Linked DNA regions of Xenopus laevis: region 1 is linked to region 2. The links are chromatin contacts, called in public Hi-C maps. All regions are on one chromosome and are shown on one strand. Each heading gives the region's core, a stretch centred on a gene start, on an enhancer-like site or on the middle of the called end of the contact. The rest is flanking DNA. Distances are from core to core; before and after follow the strand shown.

What was found. Hi-C and Micro-C count contacts between places; a contact is called where the count stands out from the background.
Region 1: a contact with region 2 is called in a Hi-C map of the XL177 cell line, with 2.2 times the contacts expected there. The contact joins the promoter of tmem243.L here to the enhancer-like site in region 2. A contact is called at or near these places in 3 of 4 Hi-C or Micro-C datasets (the XL177 cell line, the XTC cell line and animal cap).

Annotation. Positions count from the first base shown.
Region 1 is chr3L:87,128,949-87,134,362 of Xenopus_laevis_v10.1, reverse strand. It overlaps tmem243.L (transmembrane protein 243), which reads left to right and starts at 3,573. Exons shown (of 5, transcript XM_018252708.2): 1 at 3,573-3,726.
Region 2 is chr3L:87,043,662-87,048,981 of Xenopus_laevis_v10.1, reverse strand. It overlaps elapor2.L (endosome-lysosome associated apoptosis and autophagy regulator family member 2 L homeolog), which reads left to right. Exons shown (of 18, transcript NM_001093278.1): 8 at 2,824-2,912; 9 at 3,578-3,758. Among protein-coding and RNA genes, the nearest start is that of elapor2.L, 25 kb to the left of the region's middle. Within about 2 kb of position 2,976, at least 1 of the 7 cell types and tissues checked has an H3K27ac peak or open chromatin away from gene starts, as enhancers often do.

The DNA of each region.
Region 1 (5,414 bases), core at 2,324-4,823, 85 kb before region 2:
TCAGATTCTTTTTAGCCCAAATCATGAATTATATTATCTCAAGAAAGATCCTCACTCTTATTTTCAGTGAGGTGAGACTTATTTTCAGTTGATTTCCCCATTCTTCGCCTGATGTTCTGTGTTTCCAGTTTAAATCATTCCAGTATCTCCATGGGGAAACCCACTCAGAACATTCTTTTGCAATGCCACCATTTCAGATATTTGTTTCTGCATTAATGTTTAATGGATATACCACATTGACAGGAAAAGCTCTGAAATGACCCTCCTGACAAGGCCAACTATATAGGTCCGTATTCTCAGAAATCTTTTTGTCAGGTATTTTTATGATTCACCCAGATTATAGTATTTTATAATCAACTTCACAAAAACTACTTGCTCCTGAGCAGTTGTCCTATGTCTTGTGGCAATCAGCATGTTGTCTTGATAATGATTCATCTCCATTCAGCTTCACAGTGAACACCAGGAGAACATTACAAATTGTTCTGGGTGAATCCAAGAACCCGAAAGGACAATAGTTGAACTAAAGCGCTGTCTTCAAGATGAACATGAAAAAGAAAATTCCTTGGCCAATGGAATATGAAGATAGACCTATATTCTTTCTATGCAAGCCATGTTGCTTTGCTAGTTTTCATGGTTGGCAACCTAAATTCAGAACCGATGCCAAGAACCCTGGTCTCGGCTCGTGCTTCTGCCTGTAGCAGCCGCCTTTGGCCTCGGGAGGAGCCCTCAGCTACTCAGGTGCCGCCAGGTCTTATAACGAAAGGTGCAAGGCGAGGGGTTCTGAACAGGCAAAGGGGCACAATGGTATGCAAAGTCTTTGGGCAGAAGGTCGCGGTACAACCCTTTGAAAAACTGAGATGTCTAGTTCAAACTACAGAGGTGACAACCCTTTCATTATCTATATTCTGCCTGATGAGTAAGCCCAAACTTCTAATTACACGTATGGGATCTATTATACAGAAATCACTTATCAAGAAAGATCTTCAATGCAGAAATGCTAATTTAGAAAAAAAATTGTATTTTTGATTAATTCATTGAATGGACATAGGTCTTTTTTCAATCCAACTATGTAACTATGATGGGCTTTTTTTGTTTCTGTAATGATAGAAGAAAATAACAGCACTGTATTAATTTTTGAAAATGTAACCACAAAGACGCTACAGTTAAGCAACGGCTATATCTCGGGTACCTCTAATATTTACCTCTAGTCTGAGAAATGAAGCGGAACAGAAAATGATTTCTTAGTCATCAAACAATCGCGGGACCTTTGATCGTGAGCCGGCAATTTGCAGGCTTGTTAAGTGTCGGTTATTCTAGTATTGCTGAATTAAACTGAACACGCATTCATTTTGCTTCATTCATTGTCTTCACAGCATTAAGCCGAAAAGCTTTGATTCCGTTACCAAACCGTTCTGAAATTCACAAGGTAACCGCTTATATACCTATATTCTTAGGAACAGCGTATGCGTCGGGCGCTTGTTACAAAGGGGTGGATCGCCTTTAAGAGAACTTTAAGTATGTTATAGAATAGAATGTAAAATGCAACTTTTACATTGGTCTTCATTATTTATTTTTTACAATTTTTAAATGATTTGCCTTCTTCTTTGGACTCTTTCCAGCTCTCAAATGGGAGTCACTGACCCCATCTAAAAAACAAATGCTCTGTAAGGCTACACATTTATTATTATTATTGCTAATTTTTATTACTCATCAGGCCTCTCCTATTCATATTCCAGTCTCTTATTCGAATCAATGCATGGTTGCTAGGGTAAGCAGGACCCTAACAACCAGATGGCTGAAATTGCAAACTGGAGAGCCACTGAATAAATAGCTAAATAACTCAAAAAACACAAATAATAAAAAATGAAAACCAATTACAAATTGTCTCAGAATATCACTCTCTACATCATACTAACAGTTAATTTAAAGGTGAACAACCCCTTTAATACACAGTGGTTAATCTTTTAGGGAGGGGTAGGAACTGTGCAACTGTACTAACAGTATTAAAGGGGTAGTTAACCCTCTCCTATTAATATTCTCGTCTCCCCTTTTATCCTCTGCTTAGTTGCTACAGCAAGTCGGACCCTAGCAACCAAATAACTGATGGCATAGCAAACTGGAGGGTTGCTGAACAAAAAAGCTTAAAAAAAAAAAAATATTTAAAACCAAATGCAAAACTGCCACTGTCTGCATCCTACAAAAAGTTGACTTAAAGGGCAACAACCCTCTTTAAAGGGCAACAACCCCTTTAATGTGTTTGGCAAAACAATTCACAGAGGTTGTGGGTAATATTATTCACCCCCCCTCCCAGTGTGATATATTCCAACAGGGAATAACTGAGCTTGCTTACTTTACCACAACACCCTTTTCTGTTGACCCAAGTGCTGGAAAAAGAACATATATTATAATATATTTCTATATTATAATATATATATATATATATAGTTTATATATCGATGCCGCTTCTTTCCCAGGCATTGGCTTGTTGTATAGCATATGTGTGTTTAAACTTCATATTCACATTTTAAGTTAACGTAGCTTTTTTTTATTATTTTTCAAAAAGGACAGGAGACAATTAAATTAGTGGCGTAAAGAGCCGTTCCTCGTATAAACGCAAAGGAATTGCACTTGATTCTCATGGAGATTTTTTTGCAGGTTTTTTTTTTTTTTCTTTTTAGATTTCAGGGAAACTGCTCAGGTCTCTGACGCTGGACCATAATTGGGTCGGGTGCATTGACAGTAAACGGGACACAGTATAAAAGAAATTCGAATAAGGCTCGGGGTTTGCACTTTTTGTGATTTCCGATTGGACAAGGATCCGACTGCAGGATCTCTATCAATGCTGCTTTGGGTCTTGCCGAAGCTTTATTTGTGTCCACAAGCAAGTGCCAAATATTTGTAATATAAATTCTTTTTAATTCCCAGTAAGATTTGAGAACTAATGAACCTAGAAGCAGTTGGCTGTGTTTTGTGTATTTTTTTTTTTAAAAACTAAATGGGCAATCATTCAAATCAAGTAGAATGGATGATAAATGATATATTAAATAAAGTATTAATACTTCACTTTCCAAATAAGAATTCCACTGACTGTGATGACTTCTCTGCAGGTAGTACAGCGCTGCGAAGTATGCTGGCGCTACATAAATAAATGTTAATAATAACTAAGTCATGTTAAGGTGAGAACCTTAGTATTTAAATGTTTTTATTTATCGGACAGATTATTTTTCCGGTTTCACAAGGCTGAAAACCCAACAAAAAGTTGAGACCCGAACAGGTCTTAGAAAAACCAAACTGTTCTGGTCAAAACTGAACAGGTGGCAACCATTTTCTATGGACAACAGTTTTCTGGGTCATGTGGTTGCGGAGAAGACCCGACATTACTCCTTGCAATAAGATGTAGTTGGCATCAAGGTGTATTTGTAAAATGTGGGGGGGGGTGGTGATAACTGCAAATGATTTTCCCTTGTTGTCAGACAAGTCAATGATATGTACTAAGCCAAATCCGTTTAGGTACAGCAATTCCCCCCTCCTGTCGCTAGATGGCGCGCCTATCGTAAAATGTACGTGAGCAATCGCGGGATTTGCTGAAGGTGGAAGTGGATGCGTTCCAAGCTGGGATGCATATTGTTTGCTCTCACACACTGATGATAATGATTTACTGCCGTTTCTAGTCCAACTGCAAGAGGAGGAATAATATGCATAGACACAGACTGAATACGCGAGCGCGTAAGAGGAAATGCGATTTTATATGTCCCTCCGGCCTCTTTCTTAGCGTTAGAGTTGACTTTATGCAGCATTTATAGGCTCTATAATGTGCTGCTATCTATACGTAGCAACTTTATTACTAGGGCTGTTCTACATTTCGTTTGATGCTTCTTAGTAATCCTCTATATAGATATATCTAAATGAGCCTGTATTAGTCTCATGCTGCTTCTGGGCTAGTGCAGCTCTTTGCATTTGCTTTATGTAAGCGTGTTGTTTGTAGCATTAGGATTTCTCTTTTTGCCTTTATTATGAGCAAACTGTGAGTGTGCAGCAGTTGGTAAACTACAAGTAACTGCCTAGTATTGCTGGGAGTAGGAGAGGCCATGCCTGGTGAGAGGTACGAGTGTTTATTGACTGTGCCTCACAGTATTGTGCAGTAACAGGAGTGTGAAAGTCTCACAAATAGCAGGAAAGTATGGGCAACATTTTAAAAGAAAAGTAGCCCCATAAATTGTACTACACAAAGTATCTGCACTGTTTCTTTTTCTTACAGGGCTTGTTCACCTTCAAACAACCAGTTGTTTTCAGATAAATTACCAGAAATAATTACTTTTTAACAATGACTTTCTATTTTCTATGTGTCACCGGTTTTCTAAAATTGAAGTGTCAAGTGTAATATTTCACCTTCTGAAGCAGCTCTGGAAGGGGGGTCGCCGACCCTGTAAACTGTTCTAAATGGATACATTTAGTTGATCCATTTTGTATCTTTGTCCCTGCTGAGCAGAATCTCTGGGTTTCATTATAGGCAGCTGTTAGAATTGATACAATAATTGTTACAAGGGTTAGTGACCTGCCAAGCACATTTTTAGGTTCATTTGTTTTTTTTAATTTTTTACCAGAAATAAATACTTTTATTCAATTGCTTTCCATGTTTTACTTTTTACCATTTTTCCAAAATTGAAGTTTATAGTTTAATGTCCCTGTTTCTGGTGTTTGGCAGCTCAACAATTCAGGTGCAGACTGTAAACTGTTACAGTTTTGCTACATTAGTTGATACATTTCTCAGCAGTATCTCTGGAGTATTAGCAACTATTGTATCAAGTCTAACAGCTGCCTGTAATGAAACCCAGAGATTCTGCTCAGCAGGGACAAAGATAAGAAATGTATCAACTAAATGTATCCATTTAAAATGTATCCATTTAGACCAGTTTACAACGTCAGTGATCCCGCCTCCCAGAGCTGCTTCATAAAGACATAAGAAGGTGAAACATCCAATTTTAAACTTCAATATTAGAAAAATGTTCACAAATTAGAAAATTGAAAGTCGCTATTTTTGGTGAACGATCAAACTAACTGAACTGAAAAAAAATTGTCGGAAGGTGAACAACCCCTTTAAAGGAGAACTAAAGCCTAACTAAAGAAATAGCTAGAAATGTGGTACATGATGTTTTGTGCTTCTGTACCAGCCCAAGGCAACCACAGCCCTTTAGCATAAAAGATCTGTGTCTCCTAAGATGCCCAAGTAGCTCCTCATCTTCTTTTCTGTTGATTCCCTGCACATACTCTGTGCTGCTGTCACTTACTGAACTTAGGGACCTACTCACAATATACAGTACACATAGAATATAAATGTCACAATATACGGCTGATTAGTAATTAATACAGATAATTACTACATGACAGCAAAGAAACCAGTGCAACTAGCATCA
Region 2 (5,320 bases), core at 1,727-4,226:
CATTTTAGTAGATGACAATCCTTATACATAGTTCCATGTGTACAACTGGTACTGACAGGAAAGAAACCTTTTTACATGTTAGGCATTTTGGATATCACTTAAGCATTTGACTCATGTGTGTTGTATGACTCATGTCAGCAGTATTCAGGTTTCCTGCAGTCACTGTGCTATAGTTCCAGGAAATAAATATATGTACTCTTAAGGTGGCCATAGACGAAAAGATCGGCTCGTTTGGTGACATTGCCAAACAAGCCAATCTTTCCCTGATATGCCACTAACGGGCATGGTTATATCGGGGGTAATCTGAATGTTCGGCCCTATGGCCGAACGATCAGATAACGATGAGAGCACAATGGGCTCCGGTGGGATCGGTCAGGATAAAATCAAACCTGTCCGATCGATCTCTGCCGGATGAAAAATGTCAGGACTCTCCACACACGGTCCGAAAATTGTACGAATCCTTTACTGGCCTTCCTCCTTTATTTACTGCTCCACCTCCCTAATGGGCCCTAAACACTGTGGGGCAAATTCACTAAGATGCGAAGTTGCGCCAGGCGCAACTTCGCCGCACTTCGCCGCACTTTGCCAGGCGTAGTTTCGCCAGGGCTCCGCAAATTCACTAAAATCCGAAGTTGCGCACAGGGGTAGCGTAAGGTTGCGAAGTTGCGCTAGCGTTGATTTGCTATATAAAGCGAAGTTACGCTAGCGAAGGCTAATTTGCATACGGCGCGAAATTCAAATTTCAATGGAGGAACACGTATCTGCACTACAAATGCCTAGAAAACCTTCAAATCTGCAAATAAAAATTTTATTTTGTCCTACACATGTGCCCACTGTCTAGGTAAGTTGCCATGAGTCAGGAAATGTAGGGGGGAGGAAGGGGAACCCCAAAAAATTTTCGATCTTTTTCAGCCTATCAGCCATCATGTAAAAAACACGGCAGCGTTTTTTTGGGACTTAGAAAAAAAATTGACTTTTTTTGAAACAATCCCTATCTACTCTATTGCGCTTCGCCAGGAATGAGGTGGCGAAGGAAGTCTAGCGTAAAAGGTAGCGTTCAGTACACTGCGCAAGTTAGTGAATTTGCGTAGTTTCGTCGCTAGCGAAACTTTGCCTGGCGTAAGGTTGCGAAGTAACACTAGCGAAACTACGCCAGCGTTCGTTAGTGAATTTGCGCAGTAGCGAAAATGCCAAATGCTAGCGAATTAACGCTAGCGTTCGGTGCTTCACATCTTAGTGAATTTGCCCCTGTGTCCCTGTAAGATTTTCAAAGTGTGCCAGCAGACTGACATATTTTTAGCTGCTTGGTGAATGCAGTGCTGTTGTGGTCCAAGAAAAATGTCATGCCTGTGCCATGCCTGTGCTTCTGCAGTTAAAGTGCACTAAGTAGCCCGAAAACATGACAGACTGCAACGATGTGTTCTTGACTAGTTGTAGAACCAGTCTCTGTGGTTTTTTTTTTAAGCCTGATCGAAGTGAAAGGTCAGATTGCTAAACTGTGCTCTGTTTAAAAAAATCTTATCTGATGGTATTCACCAACACCCATAGGAGTGTGCATATTTTATGCATGATAATTGACCCATAATCCTACAGTCACACTAGGCACAATAAAGCTTAACTTTGTGATTGTCGCTATCTAAACCTTAGATACAAAAGGATTGGCAATAATACCTTCTAAATGTTATTTTTAATTCTGATTGCAAAGAGCTGCTCTAAATCAGACTTTAAGGAACCCAGTTATCAAGTTTCAGTATTCTATTTACTTTTATGGTAAATGTATTTTGATGTTGGCATTGGCAGTTTACTAAAGCTTTGGAAGAAAAATTTATTTAAAAGGAATTACAATAACATATAGTTGGAAAGTGTTGAGAACAGCACACAGGTTATTTGTAAACTTTGGCACTGCTAATTGAGATGGCTGCAGGCAACATTTCACTGGAGACACTAGATTTAGGGGATGTGACGTCTGCGTTATTGCGCAGCTCGTTGGATCGCAGCGGAATCGTCCGTGGAGTCCTGCCCTCAAACTATTAGGGGCCGATTCACTAAGGGTCGAATATCGAGGGTTAATTAACCCTCGATATTCGACTAGGAATTAAATTCGAAGGTTTTTAATCCAACGATCGAAGGAATATCCTTCGATCCAAAAAAGTTAGGCAAGCCTATGGGGACCTTCCCCATAGGCTAACATTGACTTCGGTAGCTTTTAGATGGCGAACTAGGGGGTCGAAGTTTTTTTTAAAGAGACAGTACTTCGACTAACGAATGGTCGAATAGTCAAACGATTTATACTACGAATCCTTCGATTCGAAGTCGTAGTCGTAGTCGAAGGTCGAAGTAGCCCATTCGATGGTCGAAGTAGCCCAAAAAAAACTTCAAAATTCGAAAGTTTTTTACCTTCGAATCCTTCACTCGAAGTTAGTGAATCGGCCCCTTAATGTTATGAGATTTATTAAAAAATCCTAATAAAAAAGTATGAACAGAAAATTACGCTGAATGATTTGCTAAAATATGAATACATTGGAAACCTCTAAAAATTCAAGTTTTTGTGACAATTCTTAGCGAAAAAAAATCTGAAAACCTCTAAAAGTCTGACTTGATTTAAAGTGGTCCAATAGAATCAGCGCAGCTCCCATTGACTTCTATAGGACTTGGACAACTTTTACCTGAAGTTTTGTATTGGTGATTTTTAAACTTAATTTTCTACATTCTTAGAGCTTTTTAAAAAAAATTAAAAAGCCACACATTTTTAGAGATTCGAAAAAAAATGTAAAATGTTATTGTAAGTAAATGGACTCCTTAGACATTACTCTTTTATTTCAGAGGAAGGAGCAAGCAAATGCGAAGAGCGTCCTCCATGTACAAAAAAAGATCTGTTCCAGATTCACACACCATGTGACAGTGAACGCAAGGTCAGGTGCAGCAAAAAGAAAAATTACTTGCACTATACATCAGCCTTATATAGGGGAATTTGAAAGGGGAGTTTATTGCGCATTGTGAGAATTCTTTAGTGATTCCAGTCAACAGTGACCTCTACTGGCTAAATGTTTATTGGAATTCTAGAATTGGAATTTTAGCTTTCTGTTAGCAATTTTTGATTTATCAAATCATTATTTCTTAATTATAATGATCATTTATTTATGAAAGCATAATATCAGTCAAAAAAAACTTCTTCTGCATTATTCCCAGCATTTTCTAATTAATCCAGCTGCCTGGATTGTTTTACCAGCATAAAGACGTAGTTTATAAGATGCTATATTGCTTGTGTTGTATGAGCTTGCAAGTATTTAGATCTGGCTGGATCTGTAGTCAGCCAATACTGCTAAATAATTAAAAACCTTATACTTACTCTAGACTTAGCCATAGCCATTGATCACTAGGTGAAATATTAAATAAAAACTAGCAACTTTAGCAATAGAGCTGTCTTTGTAATGCTTTCACCACTAACTAGGTTGCTCTATTTAGTTCTTATCCCATGAGCTTTGAAGAGATACAATAATGTTTTTGCTTATTTGGTCTACCATAGTGAGTTTTGAGTGTTTGAATGTGTTGAATGTTTCATTTGGGCTGTTTTCAGACTCAAGTAATATATAAATGGATAGAGCCAAAGATTTGTCGAGAAGAGCTTCCTGCTTCAATCAAGCTTCCTGCTTCTGGGAATAAAGAAGACTGTCCTCCTTGCAATCCAGGATATTTTAGCAATGGGACATCTGCTTGTTCTCCATGCCCTGTTGGGACCTATTCTAATGGATTAAGCGGCAAGTATTTTTAGAGACTGTAGGCATGATAAGCAAGACGCAAGAAGTCAAAGTTCAGCTAGTATTATGCATTACAATCTCCCAGACAACAAGTTTCCATAAAAGCAACTTGACAGATGTATCTTATTAATTTTAATATGTTAACACATATTTAGGCTTGGATAGACAAGCCAATTTGACGCAGTGCAAATAACTGTATGGAAATCCCCAATTATTTTGCGATATTTTAAGAGAGAAGCAAATAATCATCTGATGCACTTGACAGGAAATAAGTTTAGTGTTTCAGCAGCAATAATAGCTAGTCCCTGGTTTTCCAGCTATGCATTATTAACAATAGACTAAATTATCACACAATATCAGTAACACCCCTACCCTTGGGAACCAGTGTGGAAAGTCCGACCCTGTCATAACCAGGCAAAGTCCCACACTCCACTCTGGTTGGATAAAGACACTCAAGGTCCATTTCCCCCATGAGTTCTTACTTTCCCCAGGTACGCGCTACCTGCCCAAATACCTCTCTGGTTGGACAGAGGTAGTTGCTGCCACGTCACAAGCACACAAACAACACCCAAGCCCTCCACTGGTCTCACAATTCCTCAGGTCCTACATGTTTGCTCAAATCCACTCACTCCCTCCTGGAGTGAAAAAGAGAAAGACAGACTGAGCACATGCTAGCTCAGTATTTTATAGAAATGGCTCAACAGTGACACCTTCTGGCCAAATCTGGAATCTACCAGGGCACACTGCACGGGGGGGGATGTACTCACTCCCCCTCCCATATCCAGTTTAGCTCCAACACTTAGGGGCACATTTACTTATCTTGAGTGAAAGATTAGAATAAAAAATACTTCGAATTTCAAAGTATTTTTTTGGCTACTTCGACCATCGAATTGGCTACTTTGACCTTTGACTCTGACTTAGAATCGAACGAACGATTCGAACTAAAAATCGTTTGACTATTAGACCATTCGATAGTCGAAGTACTGTTTCAACTTCAATCACCTACTTTGCCACCTAAAACCTAATTAACTCTTGATAATCGACCAATAGTTAATGTGCCCCTTACAGTAGCTGTACACAGAAGGGCATTTCCAACCATGTGGGATTTTCAGACCACAGGGGAACTTAACAATATGGGTCCCTACATATATATTTTTTTCTGAGAAATGTTTTCTGGACTTTTGAAATAAATGTATGCAACTGGTCTTATTATTGCATATCAAGCTTTAATAAACAGGGCCCTCTTTACCTTCTGTATTGATCAATATTCATATGTAATATGTATAGTTTATATGTATACTTATTATACAGCATATTGGAATATTGATACAGGTTAACTATGATGATAAGTATAGTACTGGTTCAGCTGTCTCTGAGATCATAGTCAGTTCTTTCAAGTTTAAAATATCTGCTTGTGAGCTTAATATTTGCCTATGAAACTCCTAAACAAATAGACAGACTGATGGAATATTATTAGTGATGGGCGAATTTATTCGCCAGGCACGAATTTGCAGCAAATTTCTACATTTTGCCTCCTGTGAATAAATTTGCGAATTTGGGAA